3 separate regions of the Mus musculus genome follow, and regions 1 and 2 are each linked to region 3. Evidence: chromatin contacts called from public Hi-C and promoter capture Hi-C data. All regions are on one chromosome and are shown on one strand. The core of a region is the stretch at or near the end of the contact, and the rest is flanking DNA. Distances in the headings are between cores, read along the strand shown. Region 1 holds the start of Fzd7 (frizzled class receptor 7). Region 2 holds the start of Als2 (alsin Rho guanine nucleotide exchange factor). Region 3 holds the start of Eef1b2 (eukaryotic translation elongation factor 1 beta 2).

Evidence for each region. Promoter capture Hi-C pulls out the DNA fragments that hold promoters and counts their contacts. Hi-C and Micro-C count contacts between places; a contact is called where the count stands out from the background.
Region 1: a contact with region 3 is called in a promoter capture Hi-C map of embryonic stem cells. The contact joins the promoter of Fzd7 here to the promoter of Eef1b2 in region 3. A contact is called at or near these places in 2 of 39 promoter capture datasets (embryonic stem cells and pre-B cells).
Region 2: a contact with region 3 is called in a Hi-C map of CD4 T cells, with 4 times the contacts expected there. The contact joins the promoter of Als2 here to the promoter of Eef1b2 in region 3. A contact is called at or near these places in 1 of 39 promoter capture datasets (pre-B cells) and 1 of 484 Hi-C or Micro-C datasets (CD4 T cells).

What each region holds. Positions count from the first base shown.
Region 1 is chr1:59,479,288-59,483,500 of GRCm38.p6, forward strand. It overlaps Fzd7 (frizzled class receptor 7), which reads left to right and starts at 2,860. Exons shown (of 1, transcript NM_008057.3): 1 at 2,860-4,213. The coding sequence starts at 3,673.
Region 2 is chr1:59,235,226-59,239,370 of GRCm38.p6, forward strand. Als2 (alsin Rho guanine nucleotide exchange factor) reads right to left here and starts at 2,006. Exons shown (of 34, transcript NM_028717.6): 1 at 1,930-2,006. Gm33667 (predicted gene, 33667) reads left to right here and starts at 2,130. Exons shown (of 2, transcript NR_168353.1): 1 at 2,130-2,528; 2 at 3,460-3,797.
Region 3 is chr1:63,174,456-63,178,615 of GRCm38.p6, forward strand. It overlaps Eef1b2 (eukaryotic translation elongation factor 1 beta 2), which reads left to right and starts at 2,376. Exons shown (of 6, transcript NM_018796.3): 1 at 2,376-2,836; 2 at 3,299-3,421; 3 at 3,984-4,110. The coding sequence starts at 2,757. Ndufs1 (NADH:ubiquinone oxidoreductase core subunit S1) reads right to left here and starts at 2,367. Exons shown (of 19, transcript NM_145518.2): 1 at 2,131-2,367.

The DNA of each region.
Region 1 (4,213 bases), core at 1,610-4,109, 3.7 Mb before region 3:
GGCTCCTTACATCGTGAACTTACCTCTTCTGGTCTGCTGCTTTATGGCATGGCTCCTTGAAACCATAGCATCTCAAAACTAAAGATACCTTCTTTTTTTTTTTTTTCTTTTTTATCATAGCATTTGACATGAGGCAGGCATAGAAAGTTTCAGCATTGTCTCACAAGCAGATCTCTCTCTCTTTGGCGCAAATGTGCGCAGTTTTGTTTTGAATTAGAATATCACTAAGGAGCTGTCTGTAGAGCAGGCTAGCCCCGAACTCATGGAGATCCAACCGCCTCTGCCTCTCAAGCACTGAGATTAAAGGCATGTGTGTACCACCATACCTGGCACAAGCAGTTCATTCTCTTTTTCTTGGAGTAATTTGGGATCGAGGTTATTTATTTAATTTTGTTTGTTTAGTGTGTGTGTGAAGGATTGAATCTAGGGCCTTATACATTAGGCAATTGCCCCGTACTGAGCGACATCTCCAAGCCCAGGCCGAGTGTTGCCGTTGTTGTTGTTGTTTTAAATCACCTTTAAACAGTCTCCTTATCCTAGCTCGCTACCTTTGCTTCTCCAGTACTTTTGCTCTTCTCTGCCTGGGACAGAGAGAAAGGACTCACCTCTGTGACATCTCATTTAGGATGGGTTTCCTGTACCTCGTGCATAGACTGCTTTAGAACTATTTCATTTCTTCCTATACCGGCTCATCTCACCCCCTCTTGCTACATCATTATTCCTATTGCCTAACATCAGAGCTGTCTGGGACTCTAAGGATGAGCAGCTCATCCGCTGGCTGGTTTCCGCTGTATTTGAGGCAGTGCTCTATCCTGTCCGCTTTCATATTTTTTGACACTGCTTGGTATTTCTCCCTCAATTAGCAGATATGAGTTAGGTCAGTGATCTGATGTATGAGCATGACATTTTTGTCTTAAAAAGGAGGGCATCTTGAACCTCAGTGGGGAGAAGGAATCTAAACTCCACCACCCACACTTTCAATGACAAAGCAAAACAGCCCCCAGTGTCTTAAACATCTTCCCACAAATATCAACACAGCACAGCTGAAGGTAATAGGAACAATAATTTAGAAAGCAGAAGATGAGGTCTTGAAGACTGTATATTTTTTAAAAAGGAAAACGTTGCTTATTCATCTTTATTACTTTGAGGCAGATACTCTAAAGGGGGCTGGGGATTGGTGTGAAGGGTAAACTGAGCTTAGAAGGAAACTGGTCAGATGGAGTATGTCAACTGTCTGACACCACCTTGTTCCATGGAGCTGGGCTCTTCAGAAACATTAACAGGAGCACAAAAGATGAAGAACTCTAAAGTGGAAGGAAGGGGCTCAATGAACCTCTGAGGTAAAGTAAATAAAAGAATTAAAAGGAGCCCAGGTCATCGAGAAAAGGGAATCCAATTAATTAACTGTCTTAGATTTCAGAATCAACCTTTTCCTAGATGGAGAAACTGTATACCAGAGGGAGTTACTTCTGCCGGCATTCAACATTCGACCTATTCAAAATCTCCTCAAACCCCAGCACCCAAGTGAGACAGGCAGAAGGACTCAGCCAGGAAAAAAACGTTTAAAATGATTGCAGAGACAGATTCAACGATTCAACTTGTCACTTTCCTGCATGGGAATTCATAGTATTCATGATATTTCTTGCTGGCTCCTGTGAGAGGGCAGAGGCCCCTTAGTAACTTCTGACCGGTCGGGGCAATCAGACAACGCGCACGAGCGCCCAGTGCCTGGAGCGGGGTTAAGATTTGACCAAGAACAAAAGAAAGCTTGCCAATCAGAAAATGCTACCCCACAAGGAAAATAACCCCTCTTTGTGTCTCGAAAGCCCTTTAATTAGCAAATGCCCTGCTTTCTAACGCGCGTTAAAACATTTCTATGTAGATTCCAAATGGAAAGATCAAATGGTTGCTTCTGCAACGAAGAAGGGGTCCCTGAAGGCCACACACCTCAGAAAAAAAAAAGGAAAACGGGGCAACCGAAGGCGCTCTGTAAATCGTACAGAGTTCCGAGGCCCTCGGTCTCAGGTTACTTTCATAAGCATTCCCCCAGAGCTGCCTTGGAGTTAAAAAAAAAAAAAAAAAAAAAAAAGAGCCTCTTGGGCTCCCCAGGCTCCCAGCAGTATGTCCGGGAGGGGTGGCAGGCTCGTGTGTGCAGCGGATCCCCAGCTCTGGGCCTTCTCCTCCGAGGGTCTGCACTTCCTCCCGCCACAAGTCCGCCCCTCGGCCGACTCGGGTTTCTCCCTCCAGGATGCCCCCCTTTTTTGTAACTGGGGGAGGGAGAGGGAATTGTGCCTTCACGTGGTCGGTTGGGGTAGGGGAAGAAAAAACGATTCTTAGTCGCACCCCTTTCTCGACTCATACTGATGCTAACCAAAATTCTCCCGCCCTCGCCTGCCAGGCAAGGCTAACGTGACTCCGGGTCACGTCTTTCTGCCCTGGTGCTGTACTATTCTCAGCTTCTCCCCAAAGCCTTCGGCGAATGCCCCCTTTTGTTCGGAAATGTGTATTTTAGGGTACCCGGAAGAGGAACCAATCTTACAGGCAAGTTCCCTTTCTGGTGCGTTTTTTTCTCCCTTGAGCAAATTCTGGGTAAAAGTTTTTCCTAACTTTTCTCTCAGTCCCCCGCCCCTCCCCTCAGGAATCCGCCCAGAGCTCTTTAAGCACCGCCTTCCTTGTTTCCTCGGCCGCCCCTTCCGACTTCCACCCAATCGGAACAGGTCCACAGAGAAAACAAAGCGCGCTATTGGATGTCCAGAGGGCTCGGGGCCCGCCCCCGGAGTGGTTTGTGAATGGGGGGAGGGGAGGGGGCGGGGCGGCCCGCAGCCCTGCAAGCCCGACGCTTCTTCTAGCCACCAGTGCGGCTCCCAGGCGTTACTCCGCGCTCCTTCCCTGGCGGGCGGTGCTGGACGCGGAGAGTCGCGGGCTGGGACTGCGCGGGGCAGGAGAGGCCGGGTGCAGGCAGGCCGCGGGTGCAGGGGCCTCGGCGCTTCGGATTCCGTGCAACTCCGTTTCCAAAACCAGCTTGTCCAGCTCTTACCTCCCGAGCACCGATCAGACTCAAAGCGAGAACGAGCCATTTGACTTGAAACTTGGGGCCGACCTTCCTAGGACTGAAGGAGGCTCCAGAATCAGAAGAGGCGGCTGCAGTGGCCCGCGGGGCCTCAAGGAGAGAAGGCGGAGCAGCACCACCGAGGCGACGGCCGGGGCGAGCAGGCAGGGACGCAGGGCGCTGGCCTGGCGGAGGCCTGGCTCGGTTTAGGGGACGTGCGTATCGGCGTGCGCCCGGGGCTCGAGAAACTTGGGCAAACTTTGAAGGGTAACCGGAGAAGCTTGTTGCTCGTCGCCGCAGAGAAAGCCGCACCGTTACGTCTCGGCGGGGAGGGTAAGGCGACACCCCTTCCCTCGATCCCCCACTCCAGGCCCAGGAGTTTGAACCTCCGGCGGCTGCGTGAGTGCCACGCGGAGGCGGCTGCGGCGCCCCCTCGGCTGGCGGCCTCGCCCCCGCTGTGCAGGCACCCTAGCACCCTCGGCTCCGCGCCGCCCACGGCCCGGCCCCGGCGCCGGGAGGACTCTCATGCGCCGGGCGCGGCGGCGCCTCCCTGTATCCAAGCCTCTCCCCAGCGCCTCGTCTTTTTCCTCCAGCTGAGAACGCCGCTGCACTCGCGACCGGCGATGCGGGGCCCCGGCACGGCGGCGTCGCACTCGCCCCTGGGCCTCTGCGCCCTGGTGCTTGCTCTTCTGGGCGCGCTGCCCACGGACACCCGGGCTCAGCCATATCACGGCGAGAAAGGCATCTCGGTACCGGACCACGGCTTCTGCCAGCCCATCTCCATCCCGTTGTGCACGGATATCGCCTACAACCAGACCATCCTGCCCAACCTGCTGGGCCACACGAACCAAGAGGACGCGGGCCTCGAGGTGCACCAGTTCTACCCTCTGGTAAAGGTGCAGTGTTCTCCTGAGCTACGCTTCTTCTTATGCTCTATGTACGCACCCGTGTGCACCGTGCTCGACCAAGCCATTCCTCCGTGCCGTTCCTTGTGCGAGCGCGCCCGACAGGGCTGCGAGGCGCTCATGAACAAGTTCGGCTTCCAGTGGCCAGAGCGGTTGCGCTGCGAGAACTTCCCAGTGCACGGTGCCGGCGAGATCTGCGTGGGGCAGAACACGTCCGACGGCTCCGGGGGCGCGGGCGGCAGTCCCACCGCCTACCCTA
Region 2 (4,145 bases), core at 756-3,255, 3.9 Mb before region 3:
AATACCAGAAAAGTCCAGTGCAGAGATAAGGAAACTGAGGCAAAGAGGCTCAAAGAAAGATGTTCAAGGTATTTCTAGATCCAAAGCCTAGGAATTACCACTATGCCTCTATTACTAAACAGAAGGTTAAAATATTACAATTCACTCTTTGTATGGCAAAGCCCACTTGTACTTGGGATACTAAGGCAAGAAGATCTCCACAAGTTCTAGGCCAGACTGGGCTACACAGTGAGTTAAAGACTGTCCAACTGCCCAAAGTTGGGGTATGTACGGTGGGACACCTGTAATCCCAGCAGCCCAGAAGCTAAAGCAGGAGGATGAGAGTTCAACACTGGCCCAAACTACAAATCAAACATTATCTAAATAGATGAATGTAGTTTTTAAACATTATTTAATTTTTCTTCCCAAATTACCTGTCTAGTACTACTATAGGCTAAAGAACCAAAAATATAAAGTAAACAAGAAATCTTTCACTGATTTCATTACCTAACACATTGTGATGGCTGTTCCTGGTTGTCAACTTGACTACATCTGGAACAAACTACAATGCAGAAATGGATGGCTCACCTGTGATCCAGATCTTGAGGCTAGACTACACAGGCTTTTGACCCACATCTTGACATGGGACAACACAAGTCTTGAGGCATAGTGGTCATGAAAAGCTTAGGCCCAGGCAAAGTAGAACACGCCTTTAATCCCAGGAGAATGAGGCAAGCAGATCTCCGAGTTCAAGGCTAGCCTGGGACAAAGCAAATTCCAAATCCAGGGGTAATGGCACACACCTTTAATCTGGGTCACACCTTCTGCTAGAGGCCTACATAAGGACATTGGAAGAAGGAAGGCTCTCTCTCCTTTGCCTGCCTGCACTCCTTTGCCATCGAATCTATTGGAACCTACTTCTTCAGGATTCCAGCTTATCCAGAAGACCAGCTAAAATAACTACCCTCGTGGGACTGAGCAACTATTAGATTCTTGGACTTCCCATTCCCGTTGTTGGGCTAGTTGGACTGTAAACTGTATATCACTATGATAAATTCCCTTAATATATACATTTCATAAGTTTTGTGACTCTAGAGAACACTAATACATACAGGTATATGATAAAAAACAAAAAAGTATGGCCTACTGTTTTTTTGCATTTTTGTACCTGCTCCAAATAAACCTACATCACACAAGTTTATCCTTGACAGTCATTTAAAAAACAGATACAAATATAAGAACAACAGAGTAACAACCTTAATTTGGGTACAGCAGTCAGTTAATCTATAAGAAAGTGCTGCTCTTGACCACCCAATTCAACCAGTGTGTTTTCCCTCTTTGGTAACCACAGAAGTACTAAACAGTAGCTTGCCTCTACAAATCTACAGTTGCTTGTCTGCAAATAGCCCTGTTACCTGGAGGACCAACATCAATGTGAGGACCATTTCCTCAAGATCGCTCCAGTGTTCTTTCCTGTCTTCACGATGATTCCTTTGATGACTTGATACATTTAGGGATTTGGTCAAACTACCACTGATTAATACCAAAGTCCTTTTCATTTTCAGCAAACGCTGTTTCAAACCACAGACCCTCCCCGCCCCCCTTCACTTTTCCCCACGATATGCATCCTGGGGCAAACCCACCTAGGACACTCAGCAAGGTTCACTGTCTAGCCAGCTGGGCGCCCACTGTGGGCATTCAAAAAACCCTCTGAGCGGATGGGCGTAAGCAGCGTGGGTGGAGGCGGGAAGAGGGGACCCGAAGGAATGCCACACAGCTCCGACCACGGCAGTGGGGCGCTGGGACCCGGAGGGTGGGACCCGGGCCGAGCCACCACGTCCGGAGCTCTTCACAGGCAGGCGCCGTCCCCGCAGGCCAGCCCAGCGCGCTCCCGCACCTCCGCCGACCCGCCTTCGAACCCAAGGACCGCCCGGACCCGCGCGGGCTCACCTGACGCTCCCGCAGCTCCGCGCTCTTCTCCCGGCGCGAGCCCGACTGCACCGCGGGTACGCGAGATCAGCTGATTCATGGGGGCGGGGCCTCCAGGTAGGGGCGGGGCCTCCGGCGGCGGGCTGGAGAGGCGGGCCCGCAGAATGGGTGGAGCTAGGCAAGAGCCGGTGACGGCGTCCGACAGGGATCAAGATTGCTCCGAACGCATCAGTGACTGCAGGCAAACCATTCAGTCAGGGCAGAACCAATCGTCCTAGGGCGGGCGCACTTTAGAAGCAACCGAAGACTCAGTGAAAGGACCTAACTCAATAAGCGTTTCCATGGTAACGATAGGCCGCGCTTGAGGATGGAAACTACTGCAAGTTTTGTTACCTCCTCAAACTGCGAGAAATGAAGAGAAAATCTTACCTATCAGAACATGGCTGCACACGTCTGTAATCCCAACATTTGTGAGATGAAGGCAGCAGGATCAGGAATTCGAGGCCAGCCTTGAGAACGTGTCTCAAGAGAAATAACAAAAGTGAAAATACGAGCTACCTTTAAGCTGCATGACGTCATCTCTTCCCGAGTGTGCCTTTGCCGCGTGTCCACCTTAAACGGTAAAGAGTAGGAAGAAACTATTTCCTCAGGGCTCCTCAATATACAGCGTTAAAATTGTTTTTGCTTGCTTCTTAGTCTCACTACCATCCATACTTGTCACGGTCGCAATCCTCCCGCTGCACCCCTAAGTGCTCCCTTGAATGTTTTGTGTAACAGATGCTCTCAGAACACAAGCCAGAGAGAAATCTGCTGCTACAGAGTGTGCATCGCGGAACCTACAGAGTTACATTTATTTACTCATTAAAGATAGATATATTCCCCGAATCGAATGCCCCTGCGTACAAATTCCCAACTGGTTCCTCCAACTCAGGGTCTCTCACCAGAGCCTTATCAACTTCAGTGCTAGAACAGAAAAGTGTACAGCCTTGAGAATGGCGCCACCAAATGGTACAAACCAGGGATGTCCTGCAGTTAATGAAGCCTGGACTCTGGCCGCCCTAACAAGCTACCTGTCCTCCATAACACAGCTAAAAAAGACAACAGTGAAAGAAATTTATTCAATGAGACTGCACTAGGAAAAAGAACTAAGGGGCTGGTTCAGTAAACCCCCTAAGTCTATCTTTGGAGCCTTGACATAAGTAGAAGGCTCAAGGTGTGATCTTGCCCATGGTAAACACATCTTGGTTGGTCCTGCAAAGCAAACTGACAAGTTGTCAGAACTAAGAACCAAGCTCTCCTGATGGTTTGCACCCAGAAACCCAATCTCTTCCTTCTCCAGTGAGACTCTTGAGGAAATCTAGTTCTTTGGGGCCCATTATCCTGTTAGTCCACTAGTCAAAAGGAGGGGCACACGTGTCTCTCCTCAGAATATCTTCACTCCTCTCAGGATGGTCACACAGCTTCAGCTGAGACATCCGTGTGGCCAAAGTATTTCGGAGCCTACACCAGTCATTTATACACTAAGATCTTATCTCCTAATTCTCTCCCCAGGTAACCTTGCCCTCGGGAGCTCTCAATCCCTTACTGAGCTCTACCCTGCCCGCCTCCTTTGATAAAAATGAAAAATAAATGTCTTCATCTACAGTTCTGAGGCAAGAGAGACTCCCAGAGGTGAACTTCCTTCATTCCCTCTAGCTGCTACCAAAGTATCCACCTGCAACTGAAGTCTTCCTTTTCCTGTCCTGAAAAGAAACGTTTTGTCCTCTCAGGCTAATCCTGGCCCTGGAATTAAGGCATCACCCTTCTTATCCATTTTGAGACTCACCCGCTTTTTTAAAAAAAATGAATGCAACCCCTCATCTTTCTCCTCAATAAAATAAGTCTCTGTGGTTTTGTTTTTAGTTATTTTTCTTCTACCTCACCTCCTTTGCAACCTAACATTCTACCTCCATTTATTTGTGTTTTGTTTTGTGTTCTTGTTTTTCAGGACAGGGTTTCTCTGTGTAGCTAGATGCTTAGTTATGTTATTTTAGCATACTTTGTATCACCCATGTGGCCTTTCAGAAATATAAAGAGTGATGAATATCACATTGTCTTAGGGTTTTACTGCTGTGAACAGACACCATGACCAAGGCAAGTCTTATAAAATTAAAACAAACAAACAAACAAACAAACATTTAATTGGGGCTGGCTTACAGATTCAGAGGTTCAGGCCATTATCATCAAGGTGGGAGCAT
Region 3 (4,160 bases), core at 1,126-3,625:
ACATGGTGGCTCACAACCATCCTAACAAGATCTGACACCCTCTTCTGGAGTATCTGAAGACAGCTACACTGTCCTTACATATAATAAATAAATAAATCTTAAAAAAAAAAAAAAACAAAGAAATAAAAAACAAAGAAATAATAAAAACTAACATCAATTTAATCAGTAATGGCTACTGATAATCAGTTGTATACTGTTCTTCATCTGTGTCCCTTTTCCTTATTAAAAACACGCCATGTATATATTTTATTATTCTACTTACTAAACTTGGGCTGAGCAGGTAGCTTTAGTGCAAGGCCTAAAACGTAAAGGTAGGCTGCATTGGGCTGTATGCAGAGTACAAACAACAAACAAGCCCACAATACTAAATTGAAGGTAAATTATCGATTTTGTTACCTACTAGACTGTAAGTTCCTTGACAAAAGATTTGGTTATTTCTCTTTTCTGAAGACTAGCAAGTCCCCAAATAGTTTTGCACCAAATTCCAGAATGAGCAGTACATAGCTCATTTTTAACAAGTACTGATGAGGCCAAGCACAGGGCCAATGCTTGTGATTCCAGCACTGGGAAACCTAAAGCATGAGAATCATGAATTTGAGGCCAGCCTGATCTACACCCATGAAGCTTCATCCCATAAAAACAGCCTGCACTACATCAAGAGTTTGGGGATAACCTGGCTTCTACACTGTACAGTTTGTTTTACTGGGGTTTTCTACTTGGTGGGGTTTGTTTGTTTGTAGACAGACCTCATGTACCTCAGACTGGCTTCACACTTGCTATGAAGTCAAGGATTAACTTGGACTCCTAAACTTCAGGCCTCCACTTCCCAAGCAAGGAGCAGAATTATCAACACGCACCACCATGTCCAGATTGGTATATATTTTACTGTTGTTGTTGTTGTTGACATTCATTTACTTACTCCGTGAGTGTCACCATAAACACACAAGGAGGTGGGTGGGGCGGGTGCCTGTGAAAGTTAAAGGACACCCTTTGAAAGTCAGTTCTTTCTTTCCATCAATGTGGGTCCTGGAGATCTAACTCAGGATGTCAGGATTGGCAAGCATCATTTCCAACTAAGATCTTTCCCAGCTCTAATATGTATTTTAGACATAGTATCTACCAAATAGGAACAAAAATAGCCAGTCAAGTCAGGGATGTAGCTCAGTTAGTAGAGTCCTTACCTAATCACACACAAAGTTCTCCGTTCAATCCTCACATCTCAGCCTCCCCTTTCTGGAATTACAGACAGGTACCATCATCACACCCTGGCTCTAATATCTTGGCTGTATCTTATAAAAGTAACTTTCTAAAAGGCGCTGATGAGCTGGCTTAGAATATTAGATTTAGTGATGGGGTGGGGGTGGATCCCAGAAATCTGTTTGGTCTTACAGACATGAACCTCACAAACTTGAAGACACCGCAGCTTCCTGATCTGCAGCGGACTCCAGGCTAACTTTTTAAGATTCATTTTTAGTTTATGTGTGCATGTGCTTATCTGTGTGTGGGTAATGTGCACTTCTAAGTGCCGGTGCTCACAGTCCAAAAGAGAGTGGAGAATTCCCTGATAAGGTTACATGGCAGCTGGGAGTCTTCTGACTGGGCTAGTGGGAACCGAACTCGGATCCTCTCTGCAAGGCACTCTTAACCGCTTGACTCTCCCTCCAGCTCCGACTGAGCTAACTTTTAGTTTTTGTCAGTTCTCCCCGTCGGTGGAATGAATAAAATACTACCCAACATGATCACCGGGCTAGACAAAAACAAACAGTAGCGTGGACAGGTTCAAGACAGCAACTAAACCGATGCCTGAGGTTTAAGTCTCTCGTGACCCTGGGAGATGAACCGGTCTCCTGATGACAGGGCCATCTCCTGTCTTCCCCTGCAAAGAGAGAGTAGCTCGCAAGCCCGGACTCCCAAAGGTCTCCTGATCGGCTTAGGCTCCATCAGACCAGAAACCAAGGCTCATAACCCTCACCTGCCGGCTCTCCCGGGTTCCAGAGGTGGCGGGGCAGGAGCTGGTACCCAGTCAAGGGCAAGAGGAGAACGGCTTGTCTGACCTATGGGATGCAGACCTGCCAAAAAAGAAAACACCACTCGAAGCGCTTCAACTTGCCCACTTCAACGCGTCCTCACCTTTCCTCCGGAGCCCACCGAGTAGTTCCGCGGACCTGTCCGGGTCTCCCTGACCCCTCAAAACCCTGGCCGCTAAGTCAATATGGCGGCCACGGCAACCTCTGTCAGCCCGACCTGGAGGACGGAAAGCCAGGAGGGACTAGAAACACAGATTCGACTGTTTTTCCCCGTCTTCGGACCTGTTCGGCAATTTCCGAGAGCGAGCCCGGGAGGAAGCGGAGAAGACGACTTGGACCTGCAGTTCCGCCGGAAGTAGCCGAGGCCTTGCGTCCGAGCGCTTTCGTTCAACTCCGGCTCCTCAGAGGGCGTTTCCCTTCGTTTCGGAGTCCTTGGAGCGAAGGCATTTTAAAATGCCTCCTTTATTAATTTTCTTCCAAAGACAAGGGAAGGCCGGCGGACGACCTGTGGGCCCTTTAGTTACCAAGTCGCAGTGGTACGCGGAGGACCGAGACTAGGAACGGACCTTGACCTTTAACCTCTAGCCGGGGCGGCGGAGGGAAACGCCTCCGTCTCTATATAAGGAGTTTTCCGGACGCTCTGGGTCCTTTTTTTCCCTCAGCGCTGGCCGCGGCCTCCCGGCGCTCTCGTCCTCCGCTTTTGCACAGCTCCCCGTTCCAGCCTTCGCCATGGGATTCGGAGACCTGAAAACCCCTGCCGGCCTCCAGGTGCTCAACGATTACCTGGCGGACAAGAGCTACATTGAGGGGTGAGCAGGAGCCGAGAGGCTGGGGGGCCGGGGCCACGTGGCGCGGGCTCGGCGGGAAGGAAGCGGGTCTCCGGATGCTGGGGGACGCCGAGTCAGTGCTCCCGGGGCCGGGATGCCAATGGAGCGGGACCTCCCGGGAGGGGCTGCCAGCATTATAATTGAGATGATGCTTGCTCTCCGTGTGCCCACGTCCAGCTGGTTCTTCCGCGTCTTTGGACAAGTTAGTTTGTTAGTTGAAACCTGTGGCAAGTCTGGTGGGATGAGTTCTCCTGGGTGGCAGATAGTTCTTGGGCTTGCCTAGATTCAAACATGTTCTGTGTCCTTTCAATGAGAAGCAACTTAGGCTAGCCCTGTAATTGTTCTCACTAGTTAGCTTGACGGATATGGGCTATGTCATTTACCAGCTAGTGTTTGTGTCTTTTCTTTTAAAGGTCTGTGCACTTGTTTTTGTGTCACTGGCAGGTACGTGCCATCACAAGCAGACGTGGCAGTATTTGAAGCAGTTTCTGGTCCACCACCTGCTGACCTGTGTCATGCCCTACGTTGGTATAATCACATCAAGTCGTATGAAAAAGAAAAGGCCAGGTAAAGGTATCTTTGTGCTACCTGGATTTTCACATGCAAAGTAGGGACCGGGTTAAAGTTGGCTTTAGCATTGCTGACCTAGTGTGAGCTGAATTTCTTTGTGACCTTACAAGGCCAAGAGACTGAAGTCCTCCATTTTCTCACAGAACAGGTAGAACATGGACAACCGCAGTTCACCTTTCCCACACCTCTCTGATCATGTGCTTTGGACCTGGGGGGGCCACCGCTGGGGTGTGAGGGTAGCTCGCTCATTCGGTCCCTGGCCATTCTTCTGAAACTACCAGCAAGGGTGGAAGTTTGGGGAAGTGGATTCCAGTTCACTAAGAATGGAAGTGAGCATACTTAATGAAATCTCAAACAGATGTTCATTCTGAAAGAGTAAGCCGTAGTGAGTACTGAATACAATGTCTCCCATGGGTGAAGAGTAAAGTTATTTGCCTGGGATTGTGCTAAAGGTTAAATAACCAGAAGAGAGTGGGAGTTCCTGGGAAAGGAAGATTGTGTGTTTTGCCTAGAAAGGGCTTTGACACTGACCTAATGTGGCAGAATGTTTGTTTTCAAGCCTGCCGGGAGTGAAGAAATCTTTGGGCAAGTATGGCCCTAGCAGTGTAGAAGACACCACAGGAAGTGGAGCTGCAGATGCTAAGGATGATGACGACATTGATCTCTTTGGATCTGATGATGAGGAGGTATGACTTCATCTTTATCCAAGCATATTGAGAAGCCTGAGGACAGATGC